3 separate regions of the Sus scrofa genome follow, and regions 1 and 3 are each linked to region 2. A link is a contact called in public HiChIP or PLAC-seq data. All regions are on one chromosome and are shown on one strand. The core of a region is the stretch at or near the end of the contact, and the rest is flanking DNA. Distances in the headings are between cores, read along the strand shown. Region 1 holds the start of WDR12 (ribosome biogenesis protein WDR12). Region 2 holds the start of FAM117B (protein FAM117B). Region 3 holds the start of BMPR2 (bone morphogenetic protein receptor type 2).

What was found. HiChIP or PLAC-seq counts read pairs in DNA pulled down with a chosen protein or histone mark.
Region 1: an H3K27ac HiChIP or PLAC-seq map of alveolar macrophages shows a contact between it and region 2. The contact joins the promoter of WDR12 here to the promoter of FAM117B in region 2. A contact is called at or near these places in 1 of 47 Hi-C or Micro-C datasets (liver) and 2 of 2 datasets of contacts at active chromatin or transcription factors (alveolar macrophages and skeletal muscle).
Region 3: an H3K27ac HiChIP or PLAC-seq map of alveolar macrophages shows a contact between it and region 2. The contact joins the promoter of BMPR2 here to the promoter of FAM117B in region 2. A contact is called at or near these places in 3 of 47 Hi-C or Micro-C datasets (embryonic fibroblasts, heart right ventricle and skeletal muscle) and 1 of 2 datasets of contacts at active chromatin or transcription factors (alveolar macrophages).

What each region holds. Positions count from the first base shown.
Region 1 is chr15:106,408,735-106,412,494 of Sscrofa11.1, reverse strand. WDR12 (ribosome biogenesis protein WDR12) reads left to right here and starts at 1,772. Exons shown (of 14, transcript XM_003133592.6): 1 at 1,772-2,159; 2 at 2,806-2,853. The coding sequence starts at 2,813. CARF (calcium-responsive transcription factor) reads right to left here and starts at 2,077. Exons shown (of 18, transcript XM_021075550.1): 1 at 1,955-2,077.
Region 2 is chr15:106,180,871-106,184,883 of Sscrofa11.1, reverse strand. It overlaps FAM117B (protein FAM117B), which reads right to left and starts at 1,667. Exons shown (of 8, transcript XM_003133590.5): 1 at 871-1,667. The coding sequence starts at 1,480.
Region 3 is chr15:105,969,276-105,973,247 of Sscrofa11.1, reverse strand. BMPR2 (bone morphogenetic protein receptor type 2) reads right to left here and starts at 1,671. Exons shown (of 13, transcript NM_001204900.1): 1 at 1,580-1,671. The coding sequence starts at 1,655.

The DNA of each region.
Region 1 (3,760 bases), core at 523-3,022, 230 kb before region 2:
TGTTCAGCTATCCTGGAATGTTAACTAATTTTCCCTTAAAAAAGGTCTCAGTCAAATGAAACACATATTTCAGTGAACTCAACATTTCTGCTTTGCAAACTGAAGTCTTATTAAGCACATATTTAGGTTTTGTATCTTACTGATCATATTTTTCCATTTGAATTAGGATCAACCTGTATTAACTACCAGGTATAGTATTTTATTTTGATAAATTTTAAAACATAATAGTTAAAAATTAATCTGATTAACTATACATTTAAAAATATATTTTAACCAATGATATACTACTAAAATTATCTGAAAAACTATTAGATTTATTTCAAGTTTTAAGAATTTTAATTCAATTTTACTACTGTAACTTAAAAATCACATATGATTAAAGCAAATGATATTTGAAACTGTCAAATTTCTTTTTACTTCTACCAAATTCAAAATATATGGGTTAAATAGCAAGACTTCAATTAAGAAGGAAAAAAAGTTTCAAGCTTCAGGTGGTCTAACTAAGACATACAGTTCTTAAAATTACAATGATGCACATGGTTAAATGACCACGGATTCTACTTGCAAGTCTAGTCCTTTCCTAGGCCCTCAGCACAGAGGTTTTTTCATTTTACTCTTCTAATCATGAGGCTAGTCCTTATTCACGTTGTCAAAGCTTCTAGTTCACCTGGTATCTAAAGGGTAATGGTGGTAATAATAGTTAACATTTACTCTGTGGCACTTAATCTCACAGTTGACCAAGATGTGTCACAGAGAAGTTATTAAGTAGCGGAGGCAGGATTCGAAATAAGGCATTCCGGTTCCACTACCCACATTCTAAGGTGAGTAAACGGAAAACGGTCCTAATTTCACTGTCATTGCTGCTAATAACAGATTATTTTTCGCTTACAATTGTTTAAATTCCTTCTCATAGTCTATGATTGATTTAAAAACCAGGCGTCTACTTAATCGTAGTACATCTTTAAGCAACGTAACCAAGGAGAGCTTTAGTTGTTTTCACCTGCACACATACCCCTTCCCAAAATTTTGCAATCCAGTTCTGCCTTACTCTAAACTGCTGTCTCTTTAAATTTCCCTCTTGGAGCTTCTCTAATGAATGCCTTAAAAAGCGACTATGAAATCTAGATAGTATCTCTCCATCCATCTTCCCTCAAAAAAACAACTCGGTTGCATTAGAATAACTCCCGGGACCATTTGGTCTTTGGGTGACTTCAAAAAAAAAAAAAAAAAAAAAGAAAAGAAAAGGTAAAAAACCGTAGAGAGTGTGGGAGGACGCCTTTCTCCTTCTAGATAGTATCTCTCCATCCATCTTTCCTCAAAAAAACAACTCGGTTGTATTAGAATAATTCCCGGGACCATTAGGCCTTTGGGTGACTTCAAAAAAAAAAAAAAGAAAGAAAAGGTAAAAAACCGTAGAGAGTGTGGGAGGACGCCTTTCTCCTTCTAAAAGGAAATTAAAAGGGGGCTCCTAAAGAGAAAAAAAGAACTCTAAAAAGCGGGGCGCGGGGCTGCGCATGGGACTACACACTGGGCGCTCCAGCCCAGGGGTCCGAATCCAAGGCGGTTCTTCCTTGCGCTCTGAAACCCTCCTAAAAACACGAACTTCCACCTTCTCCAGCGAACCCCGTCCCGGGCGGGGCGCAGTAGGCCTCGACACATAGGGCCCCGAATACCGCCCAAGGTGGGGCGCTGAAGGCGCCACCGACGCCGGGTTGCAGCAGGGGGCGGGGGCCGGCGGTTGCTCAGGGACCGGGCGGGTCAAGAGGCGGCGGGAGGAGGAGGCAGCAGGAAGAAAGGGGGGTTGGGAGGTAGTGTCCCGTCCGTCGGCGCAGACAGCTCTCCCAAACCTCGGACTCCCCCAGTCCCACCGCGGCCGAGCGCCCTATAGGGCGAGAAGGGAAGTCCAAAAAGTGCTGGAGTAGAGGGAAGAAAATTCAAAACGAGTCTACTCAACCTCGTCTTGGCTCCGAGGCCCCGCCATGGAGACCCTCACAGTGCGCAGGCGCACCCCTCCGGGAGCGCGCAGCGCAGTCGCTCGAGATAAGACCACTATCAGCCACCGTCGCGTTTCCCTTCTGATTCGTTCTTTCTTTCGTATCCCCTCCTCTCACCTGGATCTAAAGCTTGAAGCTAGTGGCGAAACACCAAGAAAAATCTCGGTAGACCGAAAGTGTGATTGGGAGTATGCTTGAGCAGATAAGCCCGGAAAGGCTTTCGTGAATTAAAGCTGATGGCAGAGGAAATATAATAGATATTTGGCTGGAGTCGGGAAGGTTTAATGCAAATAAGATATCCCTAGGGGAGAGAGGCAAGAAAGACTACAATTCCCAGTGGGTACAGCTTCTGACAAGCGCTGCTTTCTGGGGTTTGTAGTATCTAGGAGCTGTGTTTGAATTATCGGGCCTAAGGATGGCCTCTTTAAAAAAAAAAGAGAGAGAGAGAGAGCGCGGATAAGCGGATTTGAATCAGGCCTCTCTGTATTTTCATAATCGAGCGCAAGCTTAAATATATATATTTTTTAAATACAAACAAAATTAAAGGGAAACGTCGCCTTTAAGACTATGCCTTACTAATCGATGACTCCTAAATCTAGGAATAGGTAGTCGATGTTTGTGGGCTGGGCCTTGTGGAAGGGGAGCCTCGTGGTGCTTTCTGGCTAGGCAGGCCGGAGGAAGGAAAGCGGAAGCCCGGAGTTGGACTGCAGTTTTTCATATACACGTGCAGTGTAATTTTGAGCAACCTCTTTTTGTAGCCTTAAAGACCCGAGCACGGGTTATCTAACTGTTACCCTGTACGTTTCTGTAGGCAAGCCATGGCTCAGCTCCAGACACGCTTCTTCACTGACAACAAAAAGTAAGTATGCTTACTCTCTTCCTCTACCCACTTCTCCCTTCCCTGGGATTCTTTGAAATGACCGCTTAGGGATGGCCTTGTGCATCCCTGGTTGTCTTTGCCGTCAACTCACTTTTTCTGTTTTGCTAGACTCCTCGCTTGAGCGCGTTTTCCGCCCGGGTGAAAGCAGTACCTAGCGAGAATTTCTCAAGGATCACCGATCCTTCTGCCTGGCTTCTCAAGCTCTGTGTAATTTGAAGTGTAGAGGGGCCTGAAAGGCCTTAGGTTTGCGTCCTGAATGAAGCGCATTATATGTAACTGAACAATTAACAACAGGCCAAGTCGTTATATCCTGTCTGCTAGTGGTGTTTCCCAGTATCCGAAAACACGATTTCATTTTCTTAAATAGGTAATAGACAATGCCGTTCTAAACCAGGCTAGAAAGTAGAGCTCTCAATAGGGGGTTGATAGAACTGGCTTTAGGTAGGAGTGTGAAGTCAATTCAGTTACAAACTTGTGTATTTATATACATACATAGTGTATGTATGGTATACATACAGAGCTTTGTGTATGCATACCTGTATGTATATAAACATTTTTACCAATTTTACAAATGTTCTGCAGGTATGTAGCATTCATTTGAAACCTAGTTGTATTCTGTTTTGTGGCATATAGCACACTACTATTTAACTTTTTGTGTTCTATCTCTGATTATATAGAATGCCTCTTGATGGTAGGGACTATATTATTCTTCTTGGATTGACTGAGTCAAATGTTTGCCGAGATTTTCTGGTGCTGATGATAAATAGTAAATATTTGTTGTATTAACAAGCTAATGTAAGCTCTAAACTGAAAAAAATACTACCTCAATTAAGATTACACTTCTTGGAGTTCCCGTCGTGGCTCAGTGGTTAACTAATCCGTCTAG
Region 2 (4,013 bases), core at 418-2,917:
GGCAGTATTAATACATAAGCTAAAAACCACCCATTTCTCTTTCCACTAGATTCCAACAGGAAGGCAATCAGATGATAATTTTTATCTCTTTTCACTTCTACAATGTGAATTTCTCTTTTGAGTTACTCTTTATGACTGACTCCTGTGGAACCCAACGGCTCCATTCAGAACCTTCCCCAAAAAAGCTCCCAGATCTAAAGAAAAACAAATTTCTGATCGCTAAAATAGTAACAAGGAGACAAACCTTGGATCTTTTTTTTTAACGGTTTTACATCTTAACCACAAAATCAGTATATCAGAAAACACTCAGACCCTCAAAGCCCAAAAACCTTCCAAAAGAATCTTACTTATTTTTCACTTTTTGCTACCCATTTAACAAGTCTTAGGAAACAACCCGCTCCCTCTTCAGAGACCCAACCAAACCTGCTATACTAAAGCATTCAAGGCCCCCAAATCTCAAACTGTTTTGTCAAACGGAAATACTCAACCACAGAGATGTGCTATACTAACATTAGCCATGTCACTAAAGTGACAAACCATTCCGAGCCTCATCCCCCAGGGAGGGTAAGAAGTAACCAGCGCGCGACCAGAACCCCGAGGTTTATCATTAACGCATCAGCCCAAGCACAAGGTTAGCGAATGCACCTCCACTGACGGACACCAACGCGGGGCCGACGCAGAGACCAAAGAGGCGGGAGGGGAGCTGCTGGGGGCGCCGGGAAGGCCCGGGAAGACGCGGCTGCACCGCCCGGGCCCCGCCCCCGGCCCCGCCCCCTACCACCCCAGCTCCGCGGCAACGCTGCAGTCCCCGCGCGGTAGCAGCGGGAGCCCGGGACCCCTTCCCCTCGCCGCGCGGCCCCCAGCACGTACCTGCTTTGCAAACCGGGGCGCTAGGGCTCCTCCTCTCCGGGGAGCTTCGGCTCTGCTCCGGGGACCTCCTCCGGTGCCGAACGCGGGCTGGGGGTGGGGCCGCGCTCACCTCGCCTGTCCACAGGTGGGTGGGCGACGAGCAAGGAGACGACACGGTGCCCAGCAGCGGCGGCGGGGGCTGCGGTCGTGGGGGGCTCCCGCGAGCCCCGGGCGCGGCGCCGCGCGTGGGGCTGGTGCCTCTCGTGGACGTCGCGGACGCGCCCGTCTGCGTGGCCACCGTGGGGCTGGTGCGCGCGGCCGCACTCCCACCGCCCCGCGTGGGGCTTGTGCTGCGCGAGGCGGTGCGCGGGGCCCCGCCGCCGGAGCTGCCGCCGCCGCCCGAGGGGCCTGAGGCGCCACCACAGCAGCCGCCGTTGTTGTTGCCGCCGCCGCCGCCGCCGTTGCTCCTCGTGGGGCTGCCATGTTGCTGCTGCTGCTGCTTCAGCTGGAACGGAACCGTCGCCCTCATGGGCTGCAGGCGGCTCCCAGATCCCCCGGCCGTGGTGACCGCACCGCCCCCAAGGGAGCCGGCCGGCGTGGGGGACCCATTGCGCCTCACCCGCTGGGACATAGTCCCCCCCCTCCCCGGTGACTGGGCGAGACGTGGGGTTTTGTTGTTGTTGGGTTGCGGGGGAAGGATTCTCGAAGCCGGAGGGAAGGCCCCCGCGATGGGGTGACGAAACCGGAATCCGGGGTGCGGGAGGTGCCCAGGCCACGGCCAGCAGCAAAGAGATGGTGCAGCCGCCACCGCCGCTGCTCCTCCTCATCAACAATAGTGTCTCCGCCGCTTCCCCCGCCCCCCGCGAGCGCCCATTGGTGTAGCGTCAGCCGCGCTCGAGCCGCTCCACCGCACCCATTGGCTGCGAGCAGCTCGGGTCCCGGGCCCCCGGGGCCTTAGAGAGCCTGGGTTTGCTCGGAGACCGTCTGCTCTTTAAAGAGAAAGAGACCCGCCCCCCCCGGGGGGGGCGGGGGTGGAGGGGGAGCGGAGGAAACAGGCTGTGTGTATGTGTAGAGTGCGCGCGCGCGTGTGCGTGTGTGTGTGTGTGTACACGTGAGTGTACACGCGTACGCGCGCGCCTGGCCACGCGCGTCTTTCACTTTATACTGTGTGGAACCCTGGGGACTCAGATTCTGGAATATTGCCAAAGGGAATGCCCTGAACCAGAGCGATCCCCAGGGATATCTGAAGTCTTTCCCCCAAAACTCATTTCCTTACCTCAGTATTAACTGGCACAGTCCTTGTGCGTGCGTCTCTTTCTGGCTTTTTTTTTCTTGATCTTTTTGTTCTGTCCTAATTCCGCCTATGTTTGGACAGGACTCAAAGGAAAAGAAATTTAATAAGTCTTACTGGCATTTTTACACATCTCCTTTTTTTTTTTTTTTTTTTTTCCCCCAGTCTCTAGAAAGAACCAAATCTCAGAAAGGTTAAAATTGCTGGTTAAAAAGCGGTTTTAGATTGTATATATGAAGTCCAGTTTCCAAATACTGTTGCTACATTTCTGGCATCGCGAGTAATCAAGAATTGATTTTAATCAGCTACCTCACACTTCCCTGATAACCTTGGAAAGATGTCTGCTGCCTTACAAGTCTGTTAAGTGTCAGAGTTTTCAAAGGGTTTTGTTTCTATCCTCACAGTCATTATTTGAGACACAACTGGATGAGCCATTCATATTGATGTGTAGTGGAGGAAATAGGTCTTTGTAGTATGGGCAAGAACTCAGTAAGACCAGTTTTAAAATAACCTTAGAGGCTCCTCATCAAGACAAAAAAAAAATGGTAGTCCCATACTCCACATACTCACCTCTCAGGCTAAAAATTGCCTGTCCATGACCTCTTTTCCCTTTAATAATTTATTCCTTTTTTTTTTTTTTTTTTTTTTTTTTTTTTGTCTTTTCAGGGCCACACCCGAGGCATATGGAGGTTCCCAGGCTAGGGGTATAATTGGAGCTGCAGCCACCAGCCTACACCACAGCCACAACACCACCAAATCCAAGCCGCGTCTGCGAACTACACCACAGCTCACAGCAATGCAGGATCCTTAACCCACTGACCGAGGCCAGGGATTGAACCCGCAACCTCATGGTTCCTAGTCGGATTCGTTAACCACTGAGCCACAACAGGAACTCCCTAATACTTTATTCTTTATACATTCTACACAGATTTCATCTTGTGAAAATATGGGAGTGGAGAGCCCAGTGTGTTCCACTCCAGACCTGAAATTCTCCTGGGTGCTGTGCACTGTGGCAGGAAAGCCTTTGAAGACCTAGAGAAAAGATTTGTATCCCAGATCCACCACAGACTCTATGGCCTTGGATAAGTCACTAGCCAGCATTCTTAGCTGTAAAATGCAGTTAAACAGTACCATCCCCTTTATACACTTGTTCTTATTAACCAAGGGCTAAATGAGAATGTGGTGCCTAGAAGGCACTCAGTACTGAATCTCCTTGTGATTCAGAGGCCCACATCTCTCCTTAACACCCATTCCTCTTCTCTTCCCCACCACAAAGAGAAGCCCCAAGCCCTTTTCCCAGGTTATCTGGTGCTCTCAATAGACCCGACATCATTACCCAGCCTGCCCCACAACCTGGAATGAAGAGAAAAACAGCTTCTCTCTAGACAGGACACAATGGAAACTGCCAACAAGATCCATGCAGAGAGCTAAGTCCAGTCTTAAAACAATGGGTAAGAGAGAAGATAAGCCTTTAAATAAGGAGGTCCTGGAAGCTGTATCTGGCACTTGGTCCTTCACAAAGTAGGACCCCAATGCATACTACTGAGTTAAACCAAGGGAGTTCAGCAGCCCCAGTGTCTTAGGCTTCCTGATCAATTACATTTGTTGTCACCAAACTGGAGACCTATTTGTTAGTGGCAAGAGACTGTTAGCTTTTCTGAGGTAAGTACTGATATCAACACAGAAGTTCATTGGATCAAAAAATTGAAATGTCCTTAGTTTAATCACAAGTTCATCTTTTGGTTCTAGTCATACTTCTTGTAGAAACTCAAAACACCATGGCTCCAGAAAATGCCTTTTTCATCTTATTTGACAGCTTAACTTACTCATCAGTTTAGGGCTTATCTTCAAACAAATGAAAGCACTTCAGCTG
Region 3 (3,972 bases), core at 422-2,921, 210 kb after region 2:
TAAAATGAAGTTTATTTTTAAGTCGATTGTACTTTCTCCCACTTTTATCAGTTCAGATAAGCTTGTCAACTAAAAATAAGAATCTATGTTCTACAAAGGTTAATAACAAAGAACACTAAAAAATCTATGCTCTGAGACTTCTGGTCTTAGAATGACTGCTTAAGCTTAAGGCCTTTTACTCTCTTCATATTTCACAGGAACCACATGGCTTACAACTAGAGAATTTAAATAACTAACGCAAAATAATCTAGAGAAAAATCATTCTTTTTTACCCCAAAAGGAATTGTGGCAGTTAAAAATATTAAAACATCAGCATCAAAATACATTCAATTCAGAAGTTCTAATTATTTTAACACAACTATAACAAACATAATAGCCACTAATCAACAATATTAAAAACACAAAAGGAGTGTTCAATTTATCTTTCAGTGTTTTCCCAATGCAGACTTTTTAAATGGAAATAAGCAAGCAATCTCCACATCTAACATAGCAGTGAGAAATTAATGTGAAAATTACACTTAAGAAAAAGTAATTGGAAAGGTGTTATGTTGTCCCTCATCCATTTTTTTCTTCATTCATTTTAAAATATATAATCTATTTGGCCATACTAAACCAAATTTAAAAATTATATGTATCACTCCCCAAAATTTCTGAAAGCAAATCACCAAAAGACTGCTTGAAAAATTAACTGCAAACGTAACATGAGATTTGCACTAAGGCGTTTGAGAATTAAAGACAAAATATCCTAAGGAAAGGATGACTACCATTTCCCTTTAAGCTTCAGCAAAATGTCAAAAGAACTTTCTTTCAGGACTCAGATCTCCTAGAAGTCTGACGTGAGGTCAATGACAGGAAAACCAACAGATGCCAGATGACTAAAAGAAAAGTTACTGAAAATACTTCTAAACCCAACAGTAATTCTAAAAGCAGATAAAATACAAGAGTCCAAGATTGAAAAGATGAAAACATAATTACTTATACCCTTCAAAATAAAATAATACCAATGATAATAACAACTAACAGTACTGTACAATGTATTAAGAATTTCACAGTTCTGGGTTCCTCAACATTTATTCAATTTATTCGGGAACGTTTTGGAATAATGAAAGTAACATGGATTCCCAGAGAGCGATCTAAATCTAAAAATAAGGTTCAAGTGTATGCTCCATAGTTTAATGTTTTTACTGTAAGCCAAATCCTCTTCTTTATATTAAAAAAAAAAAAACCCTACAGTTCTGTTTCCAAAGATCTCATAATAGACACTGTCCACTGGTGATTAAAATATTATTTTTAATCCTGGCATTACCTCACAGCTAAAAATGTCAAGATACCACACCCAATGTGTCTTTTTTCCCCCCCGCGGGTGGGAGGTGTGGGGGTGGGGAATACGAGGAGTGGGGATTCGAAACTACACGACAACATGGAAGGGTAGTTCCCTGGAAGGACTGGAAAGGCGCGCAGGTACCAGGCGATCGGGGGAAGCGTGGCGAAGGGCCGGTGCAGGCCTCGGCCTCTGCAGGCTCCCTCCCTCGCCACCCGCAGGGGAAGTGGCCGGGTCGTGCCACCCGGGGCTACTCACCGGCCGCAGCGCTGACCAGCAGGACGGTCCACAGCAGCGAGGGCACCCGCCGGGGCCACCGCAGCGACGAAGTCATCCCTGGGCCAGTCGAGAAGCAGAAGAGCAGAGAAAATAAATATGGAAAGTGAACACGGGCGGAGAAAGACGGCCGAGAAGCTAGTCCTCGCTCTCGTCGGACTTATCCAGCCCGAAAAACAATGCAGTTTGAAAGGACAAATGGCAGATGAGAGGACCGAGCTGCAGAGCTTTCATTCCGCAGCAGAAATTCCCTTCATTTCTCTCCCTCGCGGCTCGGGGAGTTCGCTCGCCTAGGAGGGGGTGCCTCGGCCCCCCAAACTGAAGGCATGTCCGTGGGGAGAAGCAGGGAGACAAGAAGAAAGCCCCGCAGTTATTTCCCTCGTAGTTTCACGATATCAAAAAAATATCCAGGTCTGGGAGAAAACATATCCAGAGTGGCGAGGGGTGGGGAGCCGGGATTCGATGGGGACGCCAAGGATCAGAACAAGTTCCCGACTGCCGGGAAGGGCAAAGCCGGGCGGGCGGCGGCGCCCGATAGCCGGAGGCGCATCGCCCGTGGCTCCGGGAGGGCAAGATTCCTTTTAAGTTTCGCTTCGGTGCTTCCTTTACTCCGATTTCGAGCACAGCAAATCCTCTTCCTCGACTGGATCGAAAAAGGTGCCTGCCTCCATGGACAAACCCACCGCCTTCACGTCTTCGCGGAACAATCCTGCGAGGGTCTGGCAGGTCCCAGCCGGAGGGCTGAGGGGCGGTGGGAAGCGGGGGAGGGGAGGGGTCTGCAGGCCGGGCCCCGAGCTCCCCAAGACAGCGGGCGGAGGGGAGGTGCGGGGAGGCTGCCCTTTCTAGCCCTCTCCGGTGTACTTCTTCCTCTCTTTTTTACTGCTGCCGCTCCATCTTGCCTGGGGTAAATTCTGCCGTGAAAGCCTCGTCTTCTATGGCTCCCGTGAGCGAATCACAACCCTCCGGAGGAAGCCGCCGCCGCCGCCGCCGCCGCCGCCTCGTTTTCCCGCAGCTCTAGGCTCCGGGCGGAGCTCAGGCGTCGCGGGCCGAGGGCGGGGGGCGGCGGGAGGGCGGATGTAGGTGGCTGGAAAGGGGGGTGGGCAGCAAGGCGGCGAGACACCCCGCGCCCCTCCGGGAAGCACTTCCAGTGGCTCCGAGCAGACCAGACACAAAGGGGGGAGTCGCCGCAGCTGCCAGTCTGCGGCGCTCCCGGTCACCGGAGTCGCCCCGCCTCCGCCTCCTCCGCCTCCGCCTCCTCCTCAGTCTCCGGCTCTTCCCGGCCCTGTCTGTCTCGGGCCTGTGGTGCAGCGCGGGCGGCGGCGGCAGCAGCGGCGGCGGCTGCGGCGGCGGCGAGACGAGGCCCGCACTGCGCCTGCGCGCCCGCGACCCCGCCCGGCCCCGCCCCTCGCTCCCGGGCTAGCAGAGGCGGACTCCGAGGCCCTAATGCTGCGTGTCTCCCCCGAGCCACCGAGGGCAGGGCGGGGCCGGCGTCCCACAATGGGCAACGGTGGCCTTTCTCCTTCACGCACATACGCGCACACGCACACAACGGTGGCCTTTCTCCTTCATACACACTCATTCACACACACACAAAACGGTGGCCTTTCTCCTTCAAACACACACATTCACACACACGCACGCACCTTCCATACGGGCACGCTTGGGATTTGTGTGCTTAAGAGAAGGCGGCCGCATCTGTAGTCCAGCGTTTGCCAAACTCTTCGAGCTCGGTGGTTTAGCCTCTGACTCCTCTGGGACTCTTGGAGTAAAGCCTTGAGGGGCAAATATACCCCCCTTTGTTTCTTGGGGCCGGAGCCTGCCTCTCCGTAGCCCAAAGAATCTGGATGGACCCGCCTTTACCCGAACCGGAGACCTCGGCCTCCTCGGTTCCCCTCACCGACTCAAAACAAAAGCCCAGAATTTAGGGGTGGAAAGACCACCCCTAAATTGATGTTTTTGCTCTAATTGGTGCCCTGCAACCCTCAAGCACCCATTACCTTAACCTTCCCTAGCTAACAGGAATATGGAATGTTTGAAAGGCTGCGAAGCCAGAAAGAACTCCTTCTTTTAAAATTCTATTCGCTATCCTGCTGTCTGCATATCTGTCTTTGCAGTGGAGTTTCCACTTCGAGGGTGGGCTTTTATTCACAAAAGCTGGGGGCCTTAGGGGGTTTTTTAGGGCATTTGAAAGGAAAATCGCGGTGTGGGGTGCCGCCTCAAGGTAAAGAGTGGGGTCGGGTCTACGCTTCGAGGAAAAGGGCAGGTATTGCTGCTCTTTCAACTGGAGAGGATCTCTTGCGGAGGTTTTTTGAATTGCAAAAGCCCAAGCAACCAAGATTCCTCCCCCGCCCTGCAGCTCGTACTCCTGGGGGATC